2 separate regions of the Gasterosteus aculeatus genome follow, and region 2 is linked to region 1. Evidence: chromatin contacts called from public Hi-C data. All regions are on one chromosome and are shown on one strand. Each heading gives the region's core, a stretch centred on a gene start, on an enhancer-like site or on the middle of the called end of the contact. The rest is flanking DNA. Distances are from core to core; before and after follow the strand shown. Region 1 holds the start of LOC120808702 (transmembrane protease serine 9). Region 2 has its middle 11 kb from the start of gpatch1.

Region 1 (7,791 bases), core at 2,515-5,014:
CTCGGACCGATTGGACTCCAGGAGTGGAGCCCAGCCGGAGGAGCGGTTTCCCGGCTGCAGCATGGCGGAGGTCCGCGGGAGGAGCCGGAGGATCACAGCACAGGGAGCCGGAGTGGACCGTGACTGACTGAGTCAGAGACCCGGGCCATGATCCGGATCAGACACGGCCGTTGACGAGTCCGTTGATCCGACGAGCTGCTGGAGACACGGCAAGCTGGCGGAAGCAGGACGCACTGTTTCCTGTCCAGGAATTTCAGAATAAAACGTTGTTTGCCAATTGACTGTCAATTAAACATGGAACCGGATCATGAAAAATATGAATCAATGGACTTAAACCAGTGTTTTATATTAAATGAGACATAGTAATTAACTAGTAGTTACAATAGTTAGAAGGGTCAGTAGTTACAAAGTCAGTTACCTCAGTCAGTACAGTAAGCAGTAGTTACCTTAGTAGTACATTAAGCAGTAGTTACCTTAGTAGTACATTAAGCAGTAGTTACCTTAGTAGTACATTAAGCAGTAGTTACCTTAGTTACTGCAGTTGTTTACATGTGGCTCTCTTATGATTTATGATATCATATTTATGACTGCATGTGGTATTGTCACATATAATATTAGTGCAAGTTAACTCTGTAATTATATGGGGCGCCGTTTGTAGAATGTCATTTAGCTCATTTAGCATAATCATATTGAACATTTACATTTAGCATTTGATATTTATATTTACTGTAAGAGCCATTTTTGTTATTGTTTGGTTGTTAGCTCCACCCCCTATGGGAGGTTATGTTTCAATTAGGCCGCAAAGTCAATATAATCCGGTGGATTACCTGGCACAGGTGTTGGTGTTTGACCGTGGAACGTGAGCGAGGAGCGTGTGCATGACAGAGTGAACGTGACAGGGTGAACGTGACAGGGTGAACGTGACAGGGTGAAAGAGGCGTGTATTAAGACCATTTGATGGTGTCACTAATGAACAAAATAAAGAATAATTAAAGGCAAGTGGAAATGTCTCAAGGAGTATTTAAACCAAGGGGACCTGACTTTGATCTCTGCATTTAACACTTATATTTAACATTTATATATAACATTGATCATTTACATGTAAATTTAACATTTATATTTACATTTAACGTTTACATTTATATTATTTAACAACTTTGTGTAACTGCCAAGCATTATTCTTGGAAAAGTTATTTCATGAATTTCTCTCTATTTCTCTCTATGGTTATATATATATAATATAATATAATATAATATAATTTTGTCGTGCTTTTTTTCATGTGATAATGTTGAATGTACCAAAACGGAACAGGATTTTAGAACGTGCAACATTTTACAAACACAAAGTAGGATATCATATAAATGTAGCTTCTTGTACGTCTTCCCCGTCCCCCCGTCCCCCGTCCTTGTCACAGTGATGCGTCTGATTGGTCCATCCAGCATCAGAGGCTCCTGTTGGTCCGAGTGAGGAGAAAGGAACAGACTGGACTTCTAACAGCCGTCCTCCCAGTCGGAGAAAGGGATTTAGACGTCCGATTCAGTTTTATTGAATTTGTCAGCTTTCCTTTTTGGACTTTCAGTAAAGTTATTGTGAGCAAATGCTATTTCCCTGCTAATTGAGTTGGTTCTTTTCTTCCGGTTACGTAACGTTGGGCGTCAGCCCCACAGAGACCATTTGTTGACCACTCGTTGATTGTTGGTGGATTTCTTATGTCACGATAATTTGTAAACTTCCTGAAACAAAGGAAACTTCTGAATTAATGCAATTAGTGGCAAATAAATTAAACTAATGGGAAGCTCTAATGAGCAGCTGGAAACAAACTCAAGAGTCACAACGTTTGGGAACATTTTCATGTTTCCATTTCACAGCTGAGTTTGAACCAAGTGGTAAGGTTGGTAGACGAATAAACAGAAAACCCATCTCTGGTAGAGACCTGTCAATCAGCGTTAGGATCCGCCCTAAAGCGTCCTCTGCTTTATGGTCTGTTTGACTGTTTGAATGGACCATAAGTCACTAAATGAACATCATGTTGTGTTGAAGAAGACTTGAAACTAGAGACAGAGACATAAACTCATGTTTACAATGTTTACTGAGGGAATAAATCAAGAGAGAAGTAGAGTCATTTCCTCATAGACGTCTATGGGAGCAGAGGAGTCGCCCCCTGCTGGTCACTACAGAGAAGTAGAGTCATTTCCTCATAGACGTCTATGGGAGCAGAGGAGTCGCCCCCTGCTGGTCACTACAGAGAAGTAGAGTCATTTCCTCATAGACGTCTATGGGAGCAGAGGAGTCGCCCCCTGCTGGTCACTACAGAGAAGTAGAGTAATTTCCTCATAGACGTCTATGGGAGCAGAGGAGTCGCCCCCTGCTGGTCACTACAGAGAAGTAGAGTCATTTCCTCATAGACGTCTATGGGAGCAGAGGAGTCGCCCCCTGCTGGTCACTACAGAGAAGTAGAGTCATTTCCTCATAGACGTCTATGGGAGCAGAGGAGTCGCCCCCTGCTGGTCACTACAGAGAAGTAGAGTCATTTCCTCATAGACGTCTATGGGAGCAGAGGAGTCGCCCCCTGCTGGTCACCACAGAGAATGCAGCTTCAACACATGAAGCTTTGAGTTCCCTTTGAAGAACTGGATCCAGTTGTTGGGGAACTTGTCAGCTGCAGAGATTCTCAGAAGACTTCAGAGTTGTGTAAAGGTTTCCTGAACTGGGTCCATTGGCCTGTTAAAGATTAACAAATTAGCGTCATTAGCTTCTAGCAACTGGCACAGCTGCTGCCATGTTGAAAGTGAGAGTGGAGCCAATAGAAATACTGTGGAGTTTTCTTCAGAAACAGAAACTTTAGTCTTTGTCGTTACAACTCTTGGCGATGAAGAGTAATTCAGCGGTTTGTCTGATGTCTTAAATATGTCTGGCTACTCGCATCCATTCCAGCATAATACACAAAGACAGTGTTTTCAAAATAAAGGTATTTATTCAAAGTAAACTACTTGTTAGTTGCATTTCCTTGGTGAAATAGCACCATATAAATATCTGTATACTGTATATAAATCACATGTATGTATGTATAAGTATACATATGTAATACAGCTGTGTCCATGTGTGTCTGTTAATGTTGGAACACTGATAACACACTCAGCTCTCAGAACATTTGTACATCAGTGGGTCTGTATGTATTTTTCACTGATAAATGTTTATATATATATATTATATATATATATATACCCAGGTTGTACGTATATTACTTCACACATTAAACATTGGTAAGATATGACATGAATATTATAAGACATATTTGATGTAATTGTACGTGCAGCTTTGATAAAGTCTGCTGTGTGAATGAAATAAAAACAGATCTTCATTCTAACTAAATTTATTCAATAAATAATCTGAATGTAATGTGTTGTCATTATTATTTTATCGGACATGTTTTGTCAGTGATTTGTTATTTTGTTTTTGCTGAAGGTAACTGAAGGCTTTTGTTTTATTCCTTGTACTTTGGGTACTGAATGTATATAACGTCTGTGTTTGTCTTTATGATCTGTGGTCTCGGTCAGAATAAAGTCAAGATGTGCTGACTGGTGCTCTCGGGCTGCGGCCGCCGGCAGCCAATCAGAGAGTTGGCTTTTGAGGCGTTGCACCCTGTGAGAACGCCGCTTCCCCTGTGACCTGATAACCAGCTGGACGGACCCCCGGCCCCTCTGATTGGCTGAGGCCAGGTCAACTTCGGCTATAAAAGAGCAGCTTGGTCCTCCAGCACTTCATCCTCCTCTTCATCATGGCCTTCCTCTGGATCGTGTCCTGCCTCGCCTTCGTCAGCGCCGCCTACGGTGAGGTCACGGTCTGACGTCAGACCTTTAGGGGCGTGAGTCGTCTAAGAATGGCGACTTTAAATTTACATTCGGGTTTTAGCCGTTAAACACAAAAGAAGAAGAAGAAGAACTTGTGATGACAGAAGTTAAAGCAGTTTGTTCTCAAACATTAATGGATGAAGTTCACGTCGACACACACAACGTCCTCTAATGTCCTCTCAGGCTGCGGCATCCCCGCCATCGCCCCCAAGGTGACTGGCCACGCCCGCATCGTCAACGGCGAAGAGGCGGTGCCTCACTCTTGGCCCTGGCAGGTGTCCCTGCAGGTGAGTCTGCTGCTTCCTGCTCTTTGAATCATTATTCCTCTTCTTCGTCTTCGTGTGACCTGCTCGTCTTTCCTCTCAGCAATCTAGCGGCTTCCACTTCTGTGGAGGATCTCTGATCAACGAGAACTGGGTGGTGACCGCCGCTCACTGCAACGTCAAGTGAGTCCGCGTCCCTTCCTGTCCGTCTCCTGTTGGCTGCTGCAGAGGACAGGAACCCAAACGCAGACATAGGAATTCATCAGTGATTGAATGCAGTTTTTATTAAAAACGAATGTGTAGAGATTTTAGCGGCGGATCGGTCTAAAGAGTCGTGAGTCATTAAAGTAGATCTGGTGATTAAACCAGCACTTGCTGTTCCCTAACAGGACCTACCACGTAGTGATCGTCGGAGAGCACGATAAGGGCTACGGCTCCAACGAGGACGTCCAGCGCCTGAAGCCCTCCAAGGTGAGAACCATCCGTCAGCTAATCAGGTGTCAGCACTGAGAACCTCCCCACTAACCCCCCCATCCCCTCACAGGTGTTCACCCACCCCGGATGGAACCCCAGCACCATCAACAATGACATCTCCCTCATCAAGCTGGCCTCGCCCGCCCAGCTCGGAACCAACGTGTCACCCGTCTGTCTCGCCGAGTCCACCGACAACTTCCCCGCCGGCATGAACTGCGTCACCACCGGGTGGGGTCTGACCCGCTACAACGGTGAGGCACATGTCACGTGACTGGAGAGCATCTCGCTGGCTGGCTCCATGGACTCTGAACACATGAGAGTGATGATTAAAGAAGCCTTTTGGTCAAAGAGATTAACTAAGCGTCGTAGTGCTTTTACTCTGAAAGGGTGTCTGACTGTGCGTGTTGACTGCTCCCACAGCTCCCGGGACGCCCAACAAGCTGCAGCAGGCGGCGCTCCCCCTTCTGTCCAACGAGCAGTGCAAGCAGCACTGGGGCAGCAACATCTCCGACGTGATGATCTGCGGCGGAGGAGCCGGAGCCACTTCCTGCATGGTGAGGCTCCGCCCACCTCACCGGTCTCACTCGGGTTCCCGTTGATGGGTTTGTGTATTAATCGGTGTTTCTGTTCCCAGGGCGACTCCGGCGGTCCTCTGGTCTGTCAGAAGGACAACGCCTGGACTCTGGTCGGTATCGTCTCCTGGGGAAGCAGCCGTTGCTCCACCTCCACCCCCGCCGCCTACGCCCGTGTTACGGAGCTCCGTGGCTGGGTAGACCAGATCCTCGCCGCCAACTAAGTGCTCAGAGGCCCAAACCCCCTCAAGCCCCCCAACCTCGACAGTCCTGCCTCAGATAGTGTGTGTAGACGATGAATAAAAACACTGAACATCACTGATTGTGTCTGGATGAAGTGAACTGTCTGACTCGGCCGCTCAACGCACGCTGGTTCCATCTGTCCAACACGCTTCAGCTGAAGAGACCAGCTGTGACTTAGTTACAGGGTTGTCGTTGGCGAACCGGTGTGTGTCTGTGTGTAAAACGTTGTATCACTGTGTAGTGGCCATTTGTCATCGTTGAATCAAGGGGCCACGGCTGCACCTTGTTGTGGTTGTGTTTGTTCACGCAGTAAGACGTGTTGTCCAGGCGCTCTTTGCTTCTTATTTCATAGAATCTACCAAAGACACGTACATTAAACGTTGTCTGCCTTCCTATGCAGAGCTGTCCCACTGTCCCACTGGTAAAACTATGTCAGCCAGGTGCATGCTGGTCCCACCTGACTACGTAACCTCCAGGAGCCCACAGCATCACCCGATCAGTGATCCGATCACCCAAACGATGAAGCAAACTACAGCTGATCCGGAAAGTGTTCACAGCGCTTAACTTTTTGTTATGTTACAGCCTTATTCCAAAAGGGATTAAATTCATTATTTTTCTCAACATTCTACACACAACAACACATAATGAAAACTGTATTTTGCAAATCTGTTAAAAATAAAGAACGACAACATAACATGTACATACGTATTCACAGCCTTTGCTCAGTACTTTGTTGAAGCAGCTTTGGCAGCAACAACAGCCTGAACATACCTGCGTTCATCTTTCCCTCCATCCTGACGAGTCTCCCAGTTCCTCCCGCTGAAGAACATCCCCACAGCATGATGCTGCCACCACCATGCTTCACTGTAGGGATGGTACTGGCCGGGTGATGTCCTCCAGACACCAGGCACTGCAGACCAGTCAGAGTGACCATCGGGTTCCTGGTCACCTCCCTGACTAAAGCCCTTCTCCCCCGATCGCTCAGTCTGGCTGGGCGGCACAACTCTAGGAAGAGTCCTGGTGGTTCCAAACTTCTTCCCTTTCCAGATGATGGAGGCCACTGTGCTCATTGGGACTTTCAATGCTGCAGAAATCTTTCTGTAGCCTTCGCCAGATCTGAGCCTCGATACAGTTCTGTCTCGGAGGTCTACAGATAATTCCTTGGACTTCATGTCTTGGTTTATGCTCTGATATGTCAGCTGTGATACCTTATATCGACAGGTGTGTGCCTTTCTCAATCATGTCCTATCAACTGAATTTAGAACAGGTGGACTCCAATCAAGTTGTAGAAACATCTGAAGGATGATCAGTGGAAACAGGAAGCACCTGAGCTACATGCTGAGTGTCCTGGCAAAGGCTGTGAATACTTATGTACATGTTGTGTTTTCCTTCTTTATTCTTAACAGATTTGCAAAAAATTGCAAAAAACTGTTTTCACTTTGTCATTATGGGTTGTTGTGTGTAGAATGTTGAGGAAAATAATGAATTTAATCAATTTTGTAATAAGGCTGTAACATAACAAAATGTGGTGAAGCGCTGTGAGGACTTTCCTGATGGACTGTATATTTAAGAATAAATAACCAAAATAAATAATGGCTCCCGCTCACCGTCTAATACAAGTCATCGTGGTGGCGTCTCTCGTGGGTTTGTGGATCTTTAGAAGCCTCTCGTTTGGTAATTTGGCCGTATACGTCTCCAGTAGAGACCTGTCAATCAACATGTAGCCCCCTGCTGGTCACCACACAGAATGCAGCTCTAAGACGTGAAGCTTTGATTTACCTTTTAAGAATCAGAGATTACAAACAGCAGAGAACCATAATCTCTGAGATAAATTTGAATTTTTCAGATTAACATTAAAGTATTATTTTTGCATCTTTTTAACAAACATAAAAGCAAGAATCCATCGTAATCTTCTTCACATTTTTCGTGCAAATAAACAGTGATTCTTAATGAACAATCATCTTTGTATAAATTACCTCGAATGATTTATTCATCTTGAGTTCCAGCTCGTTGTGCATCACACTCTGTTGTGAGTTCATGAAACAGAAATAAACTTCTTGCAGACTAAATTAACTAAAACATCATTCAATTCAAATTTGCTTAAGGGGGCTTTACAGTCTGTGCACATGCATCCACCTCGTGGGGGGGTAGATTAATGTACCACCTAATGAATAGTAATATTACTGTACATACTAATAAATAGTAATAATAATTTAACTCCATACATAGTAATGGTAATGTGACTACTGATAAATAGTAAACAAAATAATTAATTATGCTGCCAATTAACGTTTTGAAGCATAAAAACATATATTATCTTGTGTTTTTATCAACAAGACCACCAACCGTTAAGTTGGTAACAATTCAAAAGAATTCAGAAATGATGA
Region 2 (7,791 bases), core at 3,903-6,402, 230 kb before region 1:
TTATATTGTGGCTGGATGTTATGTCTTTAAAGTTCAATTCATTTTACCTTTATTAATCTAACATAATTATGTAATATCTAATAAGACAACTACAAACACTATGCTTTTCTGCTTAAATACATATCAGAGCAAGAGCTACTGGAAGTAGTGTGAGTGTGTACGTGTGCCAGTGATATTGTGTTACTATGTGCACGTTTTGAATGAACGTTTGTCTTGTGCCCACGTGAGGGTTTGTGGACGGAGAACGTCCCGTGTGTGCAGACTGTAAAGGCCTGTGAGGACTAATCAAAATGAAATGAATTGAATCGAATAATTTAACCCCACGGTTCCGTACACACGTAGACATATAAAACTGTTATTTAATCCTTTGTCACGTGTGGTTTTATTTCCTGTCTTATTTTGTAGTTTTCTGCTTCTTGTCTCCCCGGGTAACTTCACTTCCTGCCTGGTCCTGTCGTCCCCTGTGATTGTCTGATTGTTTCCACCTGTGTCCAATCACCTGCACCTCCCTAGTGTATTTAAGCCGTGTGTGTCTCCTGTCACTTGTCGCGTCATTGTCAATCGTTCTGGATGTTCCTCGTTCCTGCCTGCCCTTTTCCCCCCGGACACACACACACACACACACACACACACACACACGCACGCACGCACGCACTCTTTAGGGTCTTTAGGTTTTTGGGTTATTGAGGTGTATTTTATAATTTGGTTGTTTAGGTTCTTTAGAGACTTTCTAGTTATTTAGATTCATCAAGTTATTTTGTTTTGGGTTATTTAGGTTTATTAGGTCACTTTGGTTCTGCTGGTTCTTTCGGTTCCTCTCATAACCAAAGCGTCTGTCCTATAGATCACCTCCCTGTCTCAGTCTTCTCCCCACACAGCACAGCCCTCTTCGATCTTCTTCAGCCGACACAGTTCATATTTAGAAGTGTTGAAGAGAACATCTGACTTTAGGTGTCAAAGGACATTTCTCCTCCTCCAGTAGAACAAACTACTGTGTGTAATAATCAATAAGCGCGACGCAACAACATTTAGAGACATGATTCACCTCATGTGAAAACATTGTGGTCACAAAGTGCCACCAAACTCCAAAATCCTGGTCTCCTTCAGGTTCCCCCCACAGGGGAAGTTCTAAAGTTCAAATCCATATCAGCAAACGTCTTTCTCATAAGAACTATTTGTGTGTGTAGACTGAGCTCTCGTGTCAGAAGGGCCTCGTGTGGTGAAAGGTCAGAGGTCGTCCTACGTCTTTGAGCTGATGGGCGTGTTGAAACTCGGCCGTTGTTGCTTCAGTGCGTTTTGAAACCCGCTGGGATGGAGGCGGTTGATCTCCAATGGCGTCCTGTGGTCGGCTGGTTCTGCAACAAGCCGCGCTCGGCTTACAGGACGAGGCCGGGCCGCTTGGCCAACGACTCACCAAACAGGAAGTTGCGTGTTTTCTTCGAGTTAGAAGAGCACCTGAATGTGACGTGTGTGACGCCCGTTACCTAAGAGCTGGGAGGAGGCAAACAATCCGGTGCTGTGACGTCACTGATCCTCAACAAAGGTCTTAATGCTCTTACAGATCAGAGACCCTCCGGGTCTAGCCGAGATCCGGCCTCCAGCTGGGACGCCCACCTTCATCGCGCTGGAATTACAAGTGCAGACCGAGAGGACTCATCACCAGCTTCATCCTAAAGGTCACGGATGAGGCATCTAGAGGAGCGTGAGGTTATCAAAGAGAGCTTCATACCACTTTGAAGTTCATAGAAAGTTGATAGAATGACTCCAGACTTCTTTCCATTGTCTGGTCACACATGTTCTTCCTCTATGGTGGCTGTGATGGACAAGAAGCTTCAACACAAAGCTGAACTCTTCTTCTCTGGTGCTTCTGTTTCCAATACTTTTGGTCTAGTTCAGATCAGGTAATGACCTCCTCTCCCTTATGACCCGGACTTCTAAACCAACACACAAAGTCCACAGAAGACGGACAGGTCCAACATGAAGTCCCCCCTGGAGACAATTTGAGTCCCAGACTACCTGCTTTAGCTACCTGCAGCTAACAAAGGCTTAACAGGAGCGCCGAGGCCTTGTTCACATTGACTAACATGCACCAACAGGCCCACTCACATGCATTAGCATTAGCATTAGCATAAACGTGATGCGCTCTGAATAAAGGGGAGGAGCTCAGCACACAGAACCGCCTTCTTCAATCTGCGGTCTGAATAAAGGGGAGGAGCTCAGCACACAGAACCGCCTTCTTCGATCTGCGGTCTGAATAAAGGGGAGGAGCTCAGCACACAGAACCGCCTTCTTCGATCTGCGGTCTGAATAAAGGGGAGGAGCTCAGCACACAGAACCGCCTTCTTCGATCGGCTCGAGGTTCCTCCTCTACATCTCTACACAGATGAGTTATTGATCAGAGTCTATTGATGAAATATTATTTATCTGGATATTGAATACTAAAACACTTTTACAGACCTTTGTGTTTTTTGTGATGAGAGTTTGTAATGTAATTTTCCTGTTTATCAAAACGATTTGGATCAATAAGAAGTAAAAAGTGTTCAGAGGCTCAGCAGCTGTCCTACACGTTGGTATTCTTCAAGGTATTCAGGGTGAATCCCAAAAGTTAATCTGCACTATTCAAAGTTTTAATGATTTCATTTGACACTTAATATTAAACTGGAGGATTGATGGCTTCAACAAAATAACTTCTGAAAAACGTTCTCAGCTTGGAGGATTTTTTCTCGCGTGATTGTTGTGAAGACCCCCCCTCAGGATTTACCCGACAGATTGTGTTGATTGATGACTTGGCGTTCAGGAGGCTCATCGGATTCGTTCCTCTGTAACCACAGAGACAATAACATCCCGCCCTGCCTGGGGGGGCGAAGGTGTGGTCTGACCTCAGTTTTCAGTCTGATGAAAGCGATCAGCTGGTGGCTGTTGTTATTATTGTTATTACACATCAGTCGTGTTTGTGCTTCAGCTGATAGCGAATATCATCAGCTCACTGTTACTATTCTTTATATTTTAATCTACAACTCAGAGTAAATGTTGTGGCTTTACAAAGTCAGATGATGAACATATTGTTCTGTGTACTGAGGACGTTTGGTACTTTACGGTCTCTTTAGTTCAGTCCGACGAGAGTAATGGCGCGTTTCCACCGAGCGGTACGGTACGGGTCGGGTCGGTACGGGTCGGGTCTGTTAACCATGGTTTGGCGGGCGTTTCCACCGCCAACAGTACCCTTACTTGATAAGCGTGGTGTATTCCAGAAAGTAGTGATGACGTCACTTGATAGGCGTGGTGTGTGACGGAAAGTAGAAAACTGAAAGCTAACCCGCAAACAACGATGGAGGACGCACAGCCGATCCTGTTCTTGCTTCTCCATATGTGGCTGTTTGTCACAAGGAGGCGACACTCTTTGTTTGAGCAAAGGCTACATGTGTGTTGTCTTTCCCCTTGCGGCACGCGCAAATGACGACACTCTTTCAACCAATCAACGCTCTGCCGTGAGTCTAGCTCCGCCCTTTAGTACCAAACAACTGTGCCAGGTGCCCCAACGGAAGGGTACCCAAAAGGTGGTACGGTACGGTTTGGATTTTTGGTACCATTCTCAACTTTTGGCAGTGGAGACACAAATAAAAGGGTACCGACCCGACCCGCACCGTACCGCTCGGTGGAAACGCGCCATTAGAGTCCCGTTCTGTTCTAAACTACAACATGTCGTGGCACGTTTTTTCTTATAGCTAGGCTAGCAGCCTCTACCTGCTTCCAGTGTTTGTGCTAAGCTAAGTTAGCCTCGTCCTGGTTCTGTGACCTGGGCTCCGTTCCTCGTACGTCGCTAACTGAGTTAGCCGGATTATTTTCAGGATAAGATTACATTGATCAGGATTTTTGGTTCCACAAAGCAGGTTTGGCAAAAACACCATGGCAACAAATCCAAAGACCTGAACCGGCTCCAGAGCAGGCCGCCTTAAGACATCAGGAATGTAAGCGGTCGGGTTCCCCTGTGACATCACAATGACATCATCAGCTGGGCCGTGGCAGGGTGACCATGGGTCATTCCCAGCAGTCAGCTGGGCGCTGATGGAGACTCACCAGACACTCGTGGTCTTATGATGACATCGGAACCTCTTCTTTGTGGATCCGTGTCTTCTTCATATGTGTTTAGTCCCAATGTTTTTCTTTAAAAGGTAGAAATACCAAAATGTTGGAACACGTGTCATTTTGTAGACATGTGACGGCGGTGGTGTCGACCAGGAAGTGATGTGAAACCAGAGGAAAAGGAGCATTGCACATGCAAAGTGCACCACATACAACCATTAAAATCATCACAACAGGAGGGAAAAGGAAAGGAAGTGGAGATCTTCCTCCAATCAGAGGGTTGGAGGTTCAATCCTGTGCATTGCTAACCCGTGTGTCCATGTGTCCTTGGGCAAGGCACATAACCCCAGCATTGAATCATTGTCTATTGTCCTGGATGTTCAGAGTTCCTGCCTGCCTTCTTCCCTGGTACCTGTGTGCGTTTTCGCCCCTTGGGCCATTTTGTGTTGGAGTTTCTGACTATTAAAGTCTTTTGTTTTCAAGAAACTCCATTAATTGAAAACATTAAAACAATAAACAAGATAAAAATAGAATGAAAGTTTAATATACAAAATATAGTAGAGAAATTCAGGAAAGATCAACACAAAACGGAAATATTTCTCAATGTAATGTTTGTTGTAAAGTCCACATTTCTTTGTGTGTCTTCACCTTGAACACACACAAACACACACAAACACACACAAACACACAGAGCTGTTTCTGTCGCTGCGTCAGCTTCCTCCCTGTTTAGTGAAAAGTCACTTTAATGCCTCGACTTCCAACCTTTATTGACCTTAACCCTAAAATAACACGTTCTACGTCTCCTTGTCTCCTTGTGTCCTCTCCTTTTATCACTGTGTCTTTGTCTTCTTTTCGCCTTGTCTCCTCTCCCCTCTGTGTACTTTGCTGTGTTTCTTTTCAGTTTTTTGTTGGATTTTCAGGTTTGTGGTTTCACTGAAATGAAGACGAGCCATTAAGAGATGTTCTGCTCGTTGCCGTGTTCATGTGTGTGCGTTTGTGTGTGTGTGTGTGTGTTTATCTGTGTGTGTTTGTATGTGAACAGAGGCCAAACTCCAGCAGAGAGGAGGAACAAGGATTTATTACTGAGCTAAACTCTTATCTTCCTGCGGGGGGGAGGACACAAAGTCCACACTGTAAAAAAGTGTGTGAGTCAGTGTGTGTCTTTTGTGTCTTTGGGTGTGAGCTGTGTGTGTGTGCATGTAAGGATGAAGCCGTGCAGTTACCTGGGGAGTTATCAGGTATGCAGCATCACATATGATGTGGTTGGTACAGAGAATGAGGCGTGTTACAGTCATGTGGTCATTTTATCTGCACGTTGATGCTGTGAAAACACTTCCTGTTCACACAGTCGGCTTCATCCACTGAGCAGTGATTCCATCAATGCAGACAATCAAATTGGGAAATCCTAAAATAAATTACAATTCCTGTATATCAGTAAAGCTGCTGCATGCAGAGACCGTGAGAGACGTCTTTTAAACCTTTTTGTTGGACACAAACCAGTGAAACGTTAAAGAGGAGTCTCACAGGACCTGAAGAAAACCCATTACAGGTCCAACACCATCGAGCCAGTTTATACCAGCGATTAAATATGAGCATGTGTGTGTATTTCCAGCCTGTGTGTAGTGCATTCTAACAAACACTGGGAATTAGTAAAGCGTATGGATTATGATTAGTGTACATCAAATATTAACTTAACACTATAGTGGAACTTACGCTGTTCCTCTGTTTTTTGCTGCAGCAGCGTGTTGCTTTTCTGTCTGATCACGGGTTCATACTCGCCGTTCGTTGCATTAATACTTGCAGGTGAACATATTGTTTGTGGTTGTCATGGTAACTCGTCCATTCATGCTGCCTTCATACTGTGATGCTGCGCGGCTCAACTGAGTCAACCGACTCTGAACAGCTGTAACACTTGAAACAGACCCCTGGTCTGTTGTCATGGAGATATTTAAAGAGATGGTGAGCTTCTGTTTGATACAGTTCTATCTACAGTTCTATCTAATTCTATCTCAAACTTGATTCATCCCATGGAGGTAAATCTATCTCAGGACACAAGAATAAGAATATATTTATAAACGGGAGTATGAATGCAATAATAACATGTGATTACAAGTATTTGTGTACAAATACTGTATATATATATATATTGTATTTACAGATTGAGGCGTTTTATTATTTTGTTTAGGCTGCTACAAGCTAACATTGCTAGCTGTGCTCATAACTACAATAGTGACAGAGCTCAACCTGAGAATGGGAGGTTTGTAGTAGTCAGCAGGCACATGGACGGGTGGTCTACCTGGACCAGACCCTGGACCCCCTGTGGTTCTGACACCTGGATGAGAAAAGGGCCCCTTCTGCTTTTCACCAATATTTAAGAATAAAAATGACTCTCTCTGTCATCAAATCCCCCCAAGTGTGTTTTTATATCTGACGGGTTATTTATGTGAGTTCTTTCGCCCCAACATGCTCGGCGCACTCACAAGCCCCGCCCCTCCCTCTTCTTCCTCCTCCTCTTCCTCTTCCTCTTCTTCCTCCTCCTCCTCTTCCTCCTCCTCCTCTTCCTCCTCCTCTTCCTCCTCCTCCTCCTCCTCTTCCTCCTCCTCTTTCTTCCTCCTCCTCCTCTTCCTCCTCCTCCTCCTCCTCTTCCTCCTCCTCCTCTTCTTCCTCCTCCTCCTCTTCCTCCTCCTCCTCTTCCTCCTCTTCCTCTTCTTCCTCCTCCTCCTCTTCCTCCTCCTCCTCTTCCTCCTCCTCTTCCTCCTCCTCCTCCTCCTCTTCCTCCTCCTCTTTCTTCCTCCTCCTCCTCTTCCTCCTCCTCCTCTTCCTCCTCCTCCTCCTCCTCTTCCTCCTCCTCCTCCTCCTCCTCCTCCTCCTCTTCCTCCTCCTCCTCTTCCTCCTCCTCCTCCTCCTCCTCCTCTTCCTCCTCCTCCTCCTCCTCCTCCTCCTCCTCCTCCTCCTCTTCCTCCTCCTCCTCCTCCTCCTCCTCCTCCTCCTCTTCCTCCTCCTCCTCCTCCTCCTCCTCCTCCTCTTCCTCCTCCAGACGGCTGCAGATCGGACGCTCAGGTGATGACGTGTTTAGTGATAAATGAACTACGTCATCAGCGCCGCTGAAAACGTTACGTGGAAACCGGTCCAACGTTTCCTACAAAAGAAACCAAAAACCCAGCGAATGCGTGACTTCAGAGGCTGCTCCAGTTTACTGACGTGTGTCCTGTTTAAAGAAGAGCGACAAATAGAGACTTTTATTGTTCTACAAACGGACAATCAGACATTAGATAAAGTTCACTAGTTTTATTTTCATTTACAGAATGTGCAGCATAATGCCAAGAAAAGAGAGACTCCACATTCTACTGTGTTTGTTTATTTTATTATTCATATTTTTTGAATCATTTTGGCGACAGGTGCCCTTTTGCTTTGGTTTGAGCCCAAAATGTCTTTGCACGTCCTGCTGAGCAGAAAACACTATGAGACAGAGTTTAGTGCAAGGAGGACGAAGACAAGGAGGAAGAGGAGGAGGAAGAGGAGGAGAAAGGGGAGGAATAGGAAGAGCCCCCCGACCGTCTCCCTCAGTCGGCCTCCTGGAGAAAAGAGGAAGTGAAAAGAGCTGACGGAGAAATGCTTCTCCTCCACTTCCTGTTTGAATCAATTTAGGGCAAACTCCCAAATGTCAGCAGAGACACACACACACACACACACACACACACACACACA

The links. Hi-C and Micro-C count contacts between places; a contact is called where the count stands out from the background.
Region 2: a Hi-C map of whole body shows a contact between it and region 1, with 12 times the contacts expected there. The contact joins the enhancer-like site here to the promoter of LOC120808702 in region 1. A contact is called at or near these places in 3 of 6 Hi-C or Micro-C datasets (skeletal muscle, tail fin and whole body).

What each region holds. Positions count from the first base shown.
Region 1 is chr12:24,600,874-24,608,664 of fGasAcu3.hap1.1, reverse strand. It overlaps LOC120808702 (transmembrane protease serine 9), which reads left to right and starts at 3,764. Exons shown (of 14, transcript XM_078085548.1): 1 at 3,764-3,831; 2 at 4,036-4,139; 3 at 4,219-4,298; 4 at 4,505-4,586; 5 at 4,660-4,840; 6 at 5,010-5,143; 7 at 5,224-5,384. The coding sequence starts at 3,780. It overlaps galr1b (galanin receptor 1b), which reads right to left and starts at 991. Exons shown (of 3, transcript XM_078086075.1): 1 at 1-991. The coding sequence starts at 63.
Region 2 is chr12:24,834,957-24,842,747 of fGasAcu3.hap1.1, reverse strand. No RefSeq gene overlaps it. Among protein-coding and RNA genes, the nearest start is that of gpatch1, 11 kb to the left of the region's middle. Within about 2 kb of position 5,152, at least 3 of the 9 cell types and tissues checked have open chromatin away from gene starts, as enhancers often do.